Linked DNA regions of Mus musculus: region 2 is linked to region 1. A link is a contact called in public promoter capture Hi-C data. All regions are on one chromosome and are shown on one strand. Each heading gives the region's core, a stretch centred on a gene start, on an enhancer-like site or on the middle of the called end of the contact. The rest is flanking DNA. Distances are from core to core; before and after follow the strand shown.

The links. Capture Hi-C pulls out chosen DNA fragments and counts their contacts.
Region 2: a contact with region 1 is called in a promoter capture Hi-C map of adipose tissue. The contact joins the promoter of Timp1 here to the promoter of Zfp300 in region 1. A contact is called at or near these places in 2 of 39 promoter capture datasets (liver and pre-B cells) and 1 of 9 other capture datasets (adipose tissue).

What each region holds. Positions count from the first base shown.
Region 1 is chrX:21,087,638-21,094,238 of GRCm38.p6, reverse strand. Zfp300 (zinc finger protein 300) reads left to right here and starts at 5,010. Exons shown (of 5, transcript NM_001358840.1): 1 at 5,010-5,233; 2 at 5,659-5,717. The coding sequence starts at 5,703.
Region 2 is chrX:20,866,529-20,873,905 of GRCm38.p6, reverse strand. It overlaps Timp1 (tissue inhibitor of metalloproteinase 1), which reads right to left and starts at 3,740. Exons shown (of 6, transcript NM_011593.2): 1 at 3,582-3,740; 2 at 2,744-2,872; 3 at 1,050-1,129; 4 at 730-856; 5 at 414-538. The coding sequence starts at 2,867. All of the region lies in intron 5 of Syn1 (synapsin I), which reads left to right.

The DNA of each region.
Region 1 (6,601 bases), core at 3,761-6,260:
GGACTGAAGTGGTCCTGCAAAAGATTTGAGGCTTGGCACCATGAAGAGAGCCTCTGAGAGGTGAAACCTAGTTGGAGTGGAACACCCCAGTGTATTGGAGATGTCAGTACCATGGTATGATCACCAAGAACAGCAACTGTAGTGGAGTGGATCAACCTGAGCTTAGAGTGCTGCAGAGGGCAGAGCTGGAAAAGTGATGCCAGCCCTTAGGAGGAGTCCAAAAGATCAAGTGGAATCCCAGACACTGAAATATGAAGCTGTAACATTGAAATTGCCTTGGAGACTCAAAGATGTTAAAGATGCCAGAGCCATGGGATACATGCTGAGGAAAGCTGCTAACAGGGAGTGGAACCAGCCCAGGAGAAAGCAGTTTGTTGCAGTCAACAAAGATGAAAAAGGAGTGGAGATCTGAAGACCACTTTGACATCAGCCAGGGAAATGTAGGAGTTTGGAATTTGCCCAGCTGGCTTCCTGTCTTTCTTTGGGGATTACAGCTAAGTAATTGGATGAATCTCAGAAGAGACCTTGAACTTTGGACTTTTAACATTGTTGAGACTGCTATAGACTATGAGGACTATGAAAGTTGGACTAAGTGCATTTTGCATTATGCTATGTTTAAGTATGCCCCCCCATAGACTCATGTGTTTGAACAAGTCTATGGGGGCTGGGGAGTGGAATGTGATGGTTTGTATATTCTTGGACCAGGGAGTGGCACCATTTGGAGTTATGGCCTTGTTGGAATTGGTGTGACCTGGTTGGAGTAGGTGTGCCACTGTGGGTGTAGGCAGAAGATCCTCACCCTAGTTGCCTGGAAGTCAGTCTTCCACTAGCAACCTTTGGATGAAGACATAGAACTCTCAGCTCCTCCTGTACCATGCCTGCCTGGATGCTGCCATGCTCCCACCTTGATGGTAATGGACTGAACCTCTGAACCTGTAAGCCAGCCCCAATTAAATGTTGTTTTTTATAAGATTTGCCTTGGTCCTGGTGTCTGTTCACAGCAATACAACCCTAATTAATACAGAGAACCTTGGTCCTGTGGAGGTTTGATGCCCCAGCTTAGGGGGATGCTGGAGTGGTGGGGTGGGAGAGCGTGGGTGGAGGAGCACCTTCATAGAGGCAGAGGGGAGGGAGAGAGGGCATATGTGTGATGGGGGATTTGTGGAGGGGTAACCAGGAAGTGGGCTATTATTTGAGATATAAACGAATGGAATGATTAATAAAAAATATAAAATAAAAAGAAAACAACATTGATGATGACTCACAAAAGCAATCATTATTTTGACATATTGTGGATTCCCTTTCTAGGATGAGGGGAAGTGTGTATGTGTGTGTGTGTGTGGTAATTAATTCTACCAAGGTGGATTCATTTAAGTACTCTTATTCCTGCTTGGTTCCATAGAGTGAAGCCACATATAATAAAACTGTAATGACAGCACAAATCACTACCATGCCAAACTGTTGCTGTGGAATTTTTGATTCTGACTTTCAGTATTTGAAGTCATCCAGAATTGTTTTCTCAATTTGGGTGACTGATTAGATGGTCTCCTGTCCAGATCAGCATTATATCCAAAAATTTTGCTATTTTCTGTCATTCTGCCTTTAATGAAGGAGTAGGTTAGTTACCTCAAAGAAAGAGTACTTCCTGATTAAAAACCATTACGTTTCCTGATTTCCCTTTCTTCCTCCAAAATGTGCGTAATATTCTTTTGCAATGTTATAATCTTGGATTTTTCAGCCTCCAAACCATGTGCCAAATAAACACCTATCATTTAAAATTATCCAGTATGTGTTATTATGTTATTACCACAGAAATGTGCTAACACAAAAATTCTATATTCAGTGAAAGAAGCAAAACACAAAAGTGAATGTATGATTCTACTTTTATAAAATGTTCACAATAAGCAAACCCATAGTGACAGCAAAAAAAAAAAAAAAAAAGTATGTTGTAGCTAAGATCAGGGAAGGGTGGGAAATGGTTGTTTGATGACCATGGGATTTTGTCTTAGGTACTGAAGACAATCTGGAACTAGATAGCAGAAATGCTTGTGCAGCATTGTAGATGCAGTAAATGGCAATGAATAGCATGTGTTAAAATGGATAACATAGGAGCTAAAGAGATCTGCAACCCTGTAGGTGCAACAACATTATGAACTAACCAGTACCCCAGAGCTCTTGACTCTAGCTGCATATGTATCAAAAGATGGCCTTTTGGCCATCACTGGAAAGAGAGGCCCATTGGACTTGCAAACTTTATATGCCCCAGTACAGGGGAATGCCAGAGCCAAAAAATGGGAATGGGTGGGTAGGGAAGTGGGGGGGAGGGTATGGGGGACTTTTGGGATAGCATTCTAAATGTAATTGAGGAAAATACGTAATAATAAAAATATTTTTTAAAATGGATAACATAGTAAGTTTCATGTTATATGTGTTTTTTTTTCAAATAAAAAAGTTTGCCTTTTCCCCAGGCATCCTCATTAGAGTGACATTATCTTTAAACCCTGCATAATAAATAATCCCTGGCTCTTCACCATGGTGCTCAAGGAAGTCAGGGAGAGCTAGAAATCCAACTTCTTTCTTAAAACCATCCAGGTTTTTGGATGTTTATCCTAAATGCTTCATTGTGGGAACAAACAATGTAGACTCCAAGCAAATTTGGAAGGAAGATTGTGCTACTAATAGACAAGAACACCACGTTATACAAGGTATTTGGAAGAGAAGCCAACTCTGGAGAAACAGTTTCCTTATATTCAGGGTAAAGTGGGTTTTGTGTTCACTAAGGAGGCAGTGCTCTTTATATACAAAGTGCTTTAAATCCCTAATCTATTTTTTCATTCTCATTTCTTACAAGGCACCCATAAATGTTGCTACTGTTTGTCTGCACAGTGGTTATGGGACTGTTGCTTCAGTGCCACATTTTATCATAGATGGGCACAAGTGGGTCCTGACTGGGGACACCGAGTATAGCTTCCCACTTACTAAAAAGATCTAGGCCTTCTGCCTTTGTGGGTCATTTTCCTGTAGCTACTTCCACTAACACCACTTCTGCTGTTGCTGGAGGAGTCAGATAAGGATACAACACTTGGTCTCTAATCATCAAAAAATAAGCAACTCATTTGACCTTATGTGAGAAACATGGAAATAAAGGCTTACTTGTCTTTAAATGTTTCTTTGGGTTTTGTGTGGGGACTCCAAAGCAAAACTCTTTACATGGTACAAATGTGAGCTGCCACTGAATTATGGACCCAGATCCTCTCCCCTTGCACAGTTTTCATATGAGGTAGTAAATGTGAACACGGGCCATGAATGAACAGTTAGTAACAGTGCAACTGAAATGGGTATGAATTAGTGTGATTGGCAGAGTGGGAAGAAGTGAGAATCATGAGAGCATAGCAAGCTGAAATGCTGTTGAAAATGTCACTCAGCTTGAGTCTTGTGCTCCTGGAAAGCAGGGATGAAGCTCCCTATCTGTTTCCTTTTGTGGTCCAGTAAAAGGCTAACTCTCCAGGTCCCTGTCTTTTCTGGCTCTGGCTGCCACAACAACATGCCAGCATAAACACTAGGAAGTTGCTTTCTCATAGTTCAGGGAGCTGGGAAAGGCAACGTCAGCTGATTTGGTTTGGGGTAAAAGTTGTCTTTCTTGTTTACAAATAGCTGTGTATTACTGCATTGTCATGTGACTTGATTTATGTGTGAACAAAAAATAAGTAAACTCTTATGTGTCTTTTATTAGTCCACCAATTCCATTGGAGCAGGGTTCACCCTAACAACATTATCTAATTCTAATTACTTTCCAAAGACTACATTCCAAATAATAGTGCATTGGTTTGGGGAGGATACACAAATCCATAGCACTCCCCGTGCCTTTTCCATATTCTGAAATAAGACCCAAGTCATCCATGCTCATGGCTCAAGGATGACTGCTCTATTGATGTGTCTTTATAAAAACCCTAACCCTAACCCTTCTTCCTTGTCTTTAGTATATTTTTCATTAATAAAAAATGTCTCTATTGCAATAGCCATGAAAAAGAATCACTTAGTTGACCCTTACATGTTACGTCGGCTTTCACGTGGTAAAATGATAATGCAGTGTCTGCAGTCTAAAGCTGGATCAGTCTCCTGTTGGTTCCTCCATGACTGTAGAAGACCCTGAGATGGGTTCCATAGGACCCAGAGCCTGGCATAGGCACTTTCCCAAATCTCTCTGCCACATGTTTCCAGGAATGTGGGTATGCGGGGTTGGGGGTGAGGTGTCACAGTCAGGACTTTGTGGACTCTCCTCCTCATCTCTAAGCCACAACAACGTTGCCTGCGTTTTTGTCTCCAATTTTCCTTGCACCTGAGTTTACCAGCGTCACTTTCTTCAGTATCCCTTTCTCTGAGCACAGACTCTTACTGCCCTTAGATTTGCATACGTCAGCATCCTGGTATTTCCCATACAGAGGATCATACCAATCTGAGTCTTCTTCACAGCTAGCCTAAATAAAATATGCCTACCTCTCTAGTGGTATTTCCTTGAAAGAACTACCAACTCCATGATTTCTCCCCGTGTCCATAATGGTGCTGCTCTTTAGAGGAACGCATTGTTCTCTGCTCTGATTCTCTTTTACCCCATATAGTTCCCAGGAAGGGTAGCAGCGTTCCAGATCTTCCCTCACCCAATCCCGTCTCCTCTTGGTATCTCCCTGCCCAGGGGTCGGGGTGGGGATACGGAGCTGGGGTTGTAGCCCTTAGCTCTAAAGGTCGCCCGTCTTAGTGTGCCTCTGTCCAAGTGTTCAAATTCCTCAAAAAAATCTCATCTCCTTTAAACATTGAGGCAGATTTTTTTCTCCGCTGTACGAAACGGCAAAAGTTATAAAGATGTCTGCTCCCTTAAAAACACGGCTTATTGGCGCATCCATTTTTCCTGCCTGCAAATTCAATCCTTGTGGTAATCAAAATATTTTAGGTCCGCTAGCGCTGACAGCTTCAGGAAGGGCTACTGCGCATGCGCAAGTTTAGTGCTCGCAGTAACTAAGGCGGGGAAAAGGACTAAAAAGTGGTTATCTCAGGAAGTTATGACTGATACGGGAAATATAAAAGAGACTTTGCCGGCATAAGAATTCAGATTTTAAGATCGGAGAAGAGAGTGAAGGAGTGCAGAGTTCATTCAGAGCGGAAGTGAGCAGGCTGGCACTCTGCAGGCGGAGTGAGACAGACAAGTGCAAACACACTGCAAACACGAATTTACTCGGTGAGTACTTGGGGAGGGGCTCAAAAATGAGAATTGAAAATGTGGGCGGGAGGCTGCAGGCTGAGTGATGGAGATCCCTTAAATGAGTGATCTGTAGAGGCTTTGATGGAGGCGGGTAGTGAAGTGAATGATGGGAATATTTGGGGTTTGTAATGAGCGTGCAGTAGAGTGATAGGGTCAGTAGTGTAAGTGATGTTGAGCTCTGTGGAGTATTGCAGTTGCCTATGAGGACCCTGATAGAGCTGTGTTGTTGGATAATGAGGATCTGCGAGGGAAAACAAATTCCCTTTCGCATTTTTCTTAGCTATATACCGTGGCCATTTTACCTGCTGGCATTTGTGAATTTCTGGCATGGTGATTTGGTGAACTTTCAGTCTGCGTATCCTTGCCATCTGAAACTCTTTTTTTCTTCTCCCTCTCAACAGTTCTGCCTTTTTAGGCCTTTGGCTTCTCTCCACAACAGTCAGTCATGACTGAGTCCCAGGTAAGTTCTTATTTGCTTCTCCCAGTTATCCTCTGCCCATATTAGGATAGAAGCAATATGGTCTAGTGGTTAAGACTATAGAATCTGCAGCTAAATTGCTCTTAACAGCATTATGAGCTTACCAAAGCTCTCTGTGCCTTAATTTTCTTAACTGTAAAATGGGAATGGTTAAGATAATAACGATAATATCTACCTTGTATGGTGATTGTGAAGGTCAATTGAATTAATATATGTTTAGAACAATGCTTTGATACATATATAATAAACTTTATATGTGAGTATATGAATTATTGCATTATTATTTATTCTATAAGGCCGATACATATAAACACAAACTTTAAGGATATAGAACAAGACCAGCACAAGAGTGTGAGTGTGTCATAGGATTTTATATTTTATGTTAAAATACAGTTAATTTTCTGAGCTTTCTGTAAGCCATAACATAAGAGGAATGAAACATATTCACTTGTATCTCATTATTAAAGAAACAGTAAGCCACTTCCACGGGTGCACAAACTTCCTAGTGTTGGTCAGACAGTCCTCTGATGGGTCCTTCAAGTCCTTATTAGAAAACACAAGGCTAATATTGCTCTGTTGTAACTTAAATTATTTTCCTGTCAACCAAAGGTGTCTTGCTAAAACAAAACTAAAAAGGATGTGACTGTTCAGGAAAGCCAAGCCAAGCCTACAACAAATATGTCCTGGACTACATGTGAATAAAAACTTGATGACCAAGAAGACTATATAAGCCATATGTCCTTCATATTCTTTTCCAGAATGTTTTTCATTTTTATGATCTAGAAGGAAACCTTGAGAAATTCAGAGGGTTGTCCATTTACTTTTAGCCTCAAAATTCATAACATCTCTGAATATTTTACATTTTT
Region 2 (7,377 bases), core at 2,491-4,990, 220 kb after region 1:
GACTGGGGAGGGGGCTGGTCAGAGGATGTTTGGTGCCACCAGGAAAAAGTTTTGAAATAGTCAGATGGCTGGCGTGTGTCCCTGTGGATTTGGAGAATAGTCCTTTGAATTCTTGCAGCTTATGCCTGGGGAAGCAAAATCCAATCGGGGAGGTCAGAAACAGAGAGTGGTGTCTCAGAATAGTCACAAAGGAAAGTTAGACAGACAGCGAAGGTTCAGGGAACAGGCAGTCCAGAGATAACAAAACAACCAAAATTTCCAAAAGAACAGGCCCAGGGGTGGAGCAATGGCAAGAGAAATCAAAGATAGTGATTGGGTTTGGGCAGCAACTACAACTGCATACAATAGCCAGAGGGAAAAAGAAACCATTCCAAGACTTATCTCCTGGAGGAAAACTGGGTCCAGGCACTTACTGTGCACACCCCACAGCCAGCACTATAGGTCTTTGAGAAAGCTCTTTGCTGAGCAGGGCTCAGAGTACGCCAGGGAACCAAGAAGCTGCAGGCACTGATGTGCAAATTTCCGTTCCTTAGGCGGCCTGTAAGAGAAGCAAGAAACCAATAGGCTTTTGGATTGGCTGGGTGGGGTCGGAGTGGTCACCTAATTAGCATTAGGTTACAGACCCTCCCACTCCCATTTCAACCAGGCCCTTTTCCTTTAGAGCCTAACTCCTCCCAGTTGCCTGAAAGCATTAGGGATGTGGCCCAAGGTGAAGGGGCGGGGCCTCACCCGTGATGAGAAACTCTTCACTGCGGTTCTGGGACTTGTGGGCATATCCACAGAGGCTTTCCATGACTGGGGTGTAGGCGTACCGGATATCTGCGGCATTTCCCACAGCCTTGAATCCTTTTAGCATCTGCCCATGAGTGACAAAAAGTACATCTTTTACTGACATAATCCTCCCACTCCACTCTCTTTCCTGATGGCAATATATCTAAATCACAAGTTTACAGAAAACATCCACACCAACGAAAGGTTAGATGCTTCTATTTTGAGGAGAAGGAATAGGTTAGGTACAGCCATGGAGGGAGGGAGGGAAGGGAAAATACCTTAGTCATCTTGATCTTATAACGCTGGTATAAGGTGGTCTCGTTGATTTCTGGGGAACCCATGAATTTAGCCCTTATGACTAGAGGAAAGGAAGGGGAAATGGGGAATCAAATGGGCAAGCAGCATGAACCCATAGCAGCAAAGCATATATACAGCATAATTCAAATGGCTTCCACATCAGTTGATTCATCTACATATTGTCTATTCTTTTAGGCACTGTTTTAAGCCCTTTTCATATATCCATTTATTGGCTTACTCAACAAATATTTTGGAGTGCCTGGTGCCAGCCACTGTTCAGGGTGTTAGGGACAGTGACCCAAATACAGGAATCCATTTCCTTATGGAGCTCACATTCAAGCCAGGAGGAGACAGACTAACATTAAGTAGCCAGGCATGGTGGCACAGGCCTGTAACCCTAGCTCTGTCAGAGCCTGATGGAGGATCACTTTACTCTGAGTTCAAGACTAGTCTAGACAATTTAGTGAGAACCTGTTTAAAATAAAAAATTCACCAAAAAAAGGGTTGGGTTTGTAGCTCAATTGTGCAGTATTTGCCTGGATCCTAGGTTCAATCCCCGGTACCAAGGGGAAAAAGAAAAAAAGGTATGTGGATTGTTACAGGCTATTAAGTGGGTTAGAAAATTAGAATAGGGAAGGGGTTGACAGATGCTTTGCTTGACCACAATTTACTCAGGCTCATTAACCTTCTTCCAAGCTCATTAGTACAGTTTCTCTTTAAAATCCACTTGTAGCGAAGTATCCTAAATTAGGTTAGTGAAAACACCCACCCTTATCTGATTCTCCTCAGTATGTGATGGGGCCACCAGATGATTATACTAGCCAGTTTTCAAGAGACCTAAACTGGGTGTGATGGCACAGACCTGCAATCTCAGCACTTGGATGGCTGAGTGGGAAGGATCAGGGGTTCAAGGCCAGCCTGGGTTATATAGTGAGACCTAGTCTCAAAAACAAAAAGTAAGCTGATAGGCTAGAGAGATGACTTAATGGTTAAGAGCACTTGCTGCTCTTTGAGGTCCCAAGTTTAGTTCCCAGAATCCACATAGGGTAGCTCACAACCATTCATAACTCCAGCTCCAGGGGATTTGATGCCTTGAGGACCCACAGGCACCTACACACCACACATGGAATACACACAAACATACACATAAATAAAAATAATCTTTTTAATGGATTTAGCCTGAATCCTCTTGCCTTTGATATTTCTTCTCAATGGTTTCCCATTCACCAACTCCCAAACTGTTCCTTGGCCATTGAGTTCCATTTGCCCATGTAATGTTGAGAGTTAATCTATCTCCCCCCACCACCCCCATCTCTTGGCAAATTCTAATTGTCATGGTCCTGAATGAAGTCTGCCTGCCTGTGTCCTAAGAAGTGCCATTAACAGCATATGTAACAAAGGTTCAGGAGTACTATGTGGCTGGCATTAAATTTAAAATTAAATAAAAGTAGGCAAGCACCTCAGTAAGATGACTTTTAAGGCAGCCACCCATGTAGATAACTACAGAAAAGCATGTACATAGTACTGGGAGCAGCCAGCACAAAGGTAGGCTTAGGCCCAAGGATGTCAGTGTGGCAAAAGCAGATGTATGGAAGGGTAAGTAGAACTGTCCTAGAGACAACTGCCATAATGAACCCTATTGGATTAAGAGGGACAGAAAGGGGGCCAGACTCACCCAGGTCCGAGTTGCAGAAGGCTGTCTGTGGGTGGGGTGGGGCACAGCTACAGGCCTTACTGGAAGCTATCAGTGATAGCAACAAGAGGATGCCAGATGCCAGAGATGCAAAGGGGGCCATCATGGTATCTGCTGGTAAAGAGTAGGTGTTAATAGGTTCCCAGACCAACGGCTTACATGGCCATTGGTCCTAGGGAGATTTGGGACCTCTTTAGGTTAGAGAATGGAGTTGTGGCAGTTGGTGAATAAGGGAGCGGAGAACGTTGAGAATTTAACAGAATTGGGAAAATCTGACATTTGTGTAGTGATGAATTTGGAGTTTGGGAAACTGGAGAAATATAATGAGGAATTAGGGCTATTAAAATATAATGGGCTGAGGATTTCAGAGATATTGGGGGGTTAGAACAGGTTTGGGGTTTTAGGGAGCTGGAGAAAATGGGGGTTAAGGGTCTTGGGGAATTTGGAGGTTTACGACAATGGTAATGCTTGAGGAATTTGTAGGCAGAAGAACTGTTGAAGTTCCATGAACCAGACATGGCAAAGAGAACAGGGGAGTTACCAGGAACCATAAGGATTGAGGGACAGGCAAGTTGGGAAGTCTTCAAGGTATTAAAGGCTTGTGGGTTTGGAGCACTTAGCAAAGGCATGAAGGAGTCTGGAGAGTCCAGCTTGGGACGATCATTCCAGGCCCTCTCCCGTTATATTCCTCTTTAGCTAACTAGGGATCCTGATACCTGCAAGCCACGTGAGCAGTTAGTCTGGCAAGGGCTGCATGAGCCGCACCAACACAGGCTCCAGGCAAGCCCCAGTTCTGCCAGGACACCCGGCTCCCACTTACCTCTGGTGTGTCTCTAGGAGCCCCGATCTGCGATGATGGCGGCAGGGGCTGCACAGTGGAGAATAAATGTCCATGCGAAGGGCGGAGTTGGCGGGGAAATCACTGCCTCCAGGCTTCCTGGACGCATTACTCATCCACCCACCGCTGGAGTCAAAGCCTAGGGGCGGGCCCCAGGATAAACCCAAAGATACTCCCTCCTCTGCCAGCCAGCCCACTGCGCCCCCTTCCCCCAGCTCCACGTCATGCACAGTCCTTCCTGGCGGCCTTGAAGGGCAGAAGAGAGAGCGCCTAAAGCTTTGTGCCTCTCAGGTTTCCCATATTCCCCAAACTTCCTGTGGCTGAAGCCAATAACTTCTTTCTCACGCCTTTCATCTACTATGTAACAATCTCACAAGAAAGGCATTCCTGTGGATCTGAAATTCTGGTGAGGGGTGTCAGAGGGTGACAAACTAGAAAAGCAGTTGAGGGACATGACATGGGAGAAGAGGCACAAATACATAGTGGGGAAATTGATACACTGGATAAGTCTATGACTTATCCAAGATAGCAGTTGAGTCTGGCAGAACTGGGAGGGAACCGAGGCTGCTTGCAGACAGAGCCTAGGTACCCCAAACCTTGCTGTGGCTGCACACACCGGTGAGGCTATTTGAAGATATCATCAGCTACAAGAGACCCTGTCTTAAACAGAAACAAGACCAAACAGGCAAATAACTGAAGTAAAGATCTTTGTTAGTGTCACAGGACAAAACAGGGATTTAAACCTAGGCTTCCTGACCCTGGAGTCCTAACTCAGGCAGGACACAATCTTGACAAGCAGGGAATGGTGTGGTGAGCATGGGTGGTGGTGGTGGTGGTGACTGATGGTAAAAGAAGTTAGTGAGTCAGTAGAAAAACCATCCCTACTCCATCCTGCCCTGCCCCTTCCCCCACCAACCAGCCCACACCCCTTGTGGGGATGGGATGAGGCAACTGCTGCCCACCAGCTTCCTGATGATGCAGGAGTATTCCCTGGGGTCCTGTGGAAGGGTTCTATGGACTGATTAGCATCTTCAATTAATATAGGGAGGAAAGACCAATAATAATGACAATGGTTGTAATCGCAGCAGGCAAGCTGATCCAGAGAATTAGAGGGTACATAGTCTATACAGTGAGTTCCAGGACAGCCAGCGATACATAGTGAGAACCTGTGACAGAGATAGAGAGAGAGACAGAGAGAATATGGTAGTGGTGATCACAGCTACTTACTGAATGCTTACTGTACATCATTACTAAGGTTATTATGTAAATTTACTTTAGCTAATTCAATTTTATTAACTTAGGTAAATTGGTTCAGAAACCACAGGACACAAAAACCTCCTGCCAGCACTCAACAGGGTACTATGTACAATACACTGTTTTAAAAGGTTTTTTTTTACACTGTGTGTGTGTGTGTGTGTGTGTGTGTGTGTGTGTGTGTGTGTGTGTGTGTGTGTGTGTGTGTTTGTGCCATGACATGCTTGCATTGCTTAAAGGACAACTTGCAGGGGCCAATCCTCTCCTTCCCTGTGGGTTCTAGGGCTCAAACTCAGGTTATCAGGCATGGAGGCAGCAAGCACCTTTATCTGATGGGCCATATTGCCAGCTCAGAAATTTTGTTTGTTTGTTTGCCATTGTCCTCCTTGTTCCTTAATGTTATTTAATGAAGAGGTATTAAATCAATAACAACAATAATAGTAACCAACTCTTTGAAGATTCAGGTTTACTATATGTGTATACTAAGATTTTCTTTTCTCTGAAATAATTGACTTATTCTTCCCAACATATCTGTGAGGTATGATTCATATTTTTACTATTTAGTAAGAAAACAGAGACAGAAAGGAATCAAATGGCCTGTCCAGGAAAGATGGTGAAGAAATTACTGTGGTGGTGGGAGGAGGTACAGAGAAAAGGAGAAAGGGAAGGAGACCAAAATTTTCAACCATCTGATTGTGAAAGTGAGGAGAAAGTGAGACAGGGGGCTGAGTAACTAGGCGGCAGGACTGAGGAGACGTAAAGACAGGGAAAGTCCTGTCTCGCCTCTTCTATGAGCCAGCTTCTGACGACAGCTCTTTAACTATGAAACCTGAGTCAGCACAGTTTTGCCAGCTGTTTACATTAAGGATTCAGATTATTGTACAGGTTTGAAATGGAGTGGGGTGGACATTACAGAGGGATGTTTAGCCTGTGACTATCTGCTAAACTGGATAGGTGTGAGGTTCCCATAGTGATCTGCTGTCATGTGTAAATACCTGATGATACCCAGAGTATTAAGTGCGAGAGCTTGATTATTTCCCTCTGGAAACTGAGGCCCAGTAAGACAGTACCTACCTGGGATTTTTTAATGGCCTTGGGAAGAATAAAGGCCAAGATAGCAGGCTAAAGCTCCCCAGGAAGTCCCAAGGCCCCTGTATGCACATATGGCAGGCACACACTTAGATGCACCCACAGTGTTCAAGCTCATGAACAGAGGAAGCAAAGTAAGTTTGGGAAAATGATCCACAATGCTCAGCAGATGGGAATAGATATTCTTGTATATGAACAGCTCTGTCATGTATCTGTGCCGCAAGGGGTGGCTTATGTCCCTTGCAAGGCATGCTCCATGTCCCTTCCTGAGAGCCAGGTGTGTGCCTGAGTGTGTTGCTTCTGAGAGTGGAAGGTTGCCAATGTAACTATGCCTGTCTCAAGCTTCTCTGTGTGATGAGTAGATGCCCAAGTAGAAAGTTTCTCCCTATACACACACATCTTGGCATTGTTTCCTTGGCCTGCTCCCTGGATGACACCCTTACCAACATCATACCACTCAGTTCTCTGCCTTCCTATGATGTCACTCATTTGGGAAATGAGGAAGGAGATTGTAGAGGGAGGGAGAGACCTGAAGGTCAATCAGTCACCCTTAGACTATGGGGCTTCCTGTGCCTGTTGGGAACTGCCACTGACCCAGAGCCTAAGAATGCTATCTCTACCCTGTCAGTAGGAGGCAGGGGCCCTACATTTGCACATGGGGTATGGTGGGGCTAGAGTCCTCATACTCTTTGCCTAGCCTGGGACACAGGGAGACTTAACACATCTTTGCCTAACACATATTTGCCTGAATATGTGTCCTGAATATGTATTATCTGTGTGTCTGATTTTCTGTATGCTTGTATTACAGATATGGAAAAAAAACATGTTGAATGTCTAGATATACTTTTCATGGACCCAGAAATGTGATGAGGTCGGAGTTACAGCGATTTGGTTATATGAATGCCTAGAAATGCATTCTCCTTCTGTATGTTGTATTAATCCTTCTGTTTGCTGTGGGCATGCCAGTGATTGCTGCATATGTCCATTTATTGTTTGCCTCGAGAGTAGTGTGTGCTTCTATAGTGCATAAGTAGTTCTGTTATATGTCCTTCTTTTATGTAGGTGAGAGCAAGGCAAGGTAGCTCATGTGTTAACTCTAAGAGTCTTAAGAGTGTGGAATATGGGGGGGGGGGCTGGCGAGATGGCTCAGTGGTTAAGAGCGCCGACTGCTCTTCCGAAGGTCCCGAGTTCAAATCCCAGCAACCACATGGTGGCTCACAACCATCCATAACGAAATCTGATGCCCTCTTCTGGAGTATCTGAGGACAGCTACAGTGTACTTACATATAATAAATAAATAAATCTTTAATTAAAAAAAAGTGTGGAATACACGTTGCTTAGGAGTATTGGCTGCTGTCCCATGCTATGACCACATGACCTGACTCACTGGATCTCTGTGAAGCCCTAGAACTAAATGTGATTTAAGTTTCTGGTT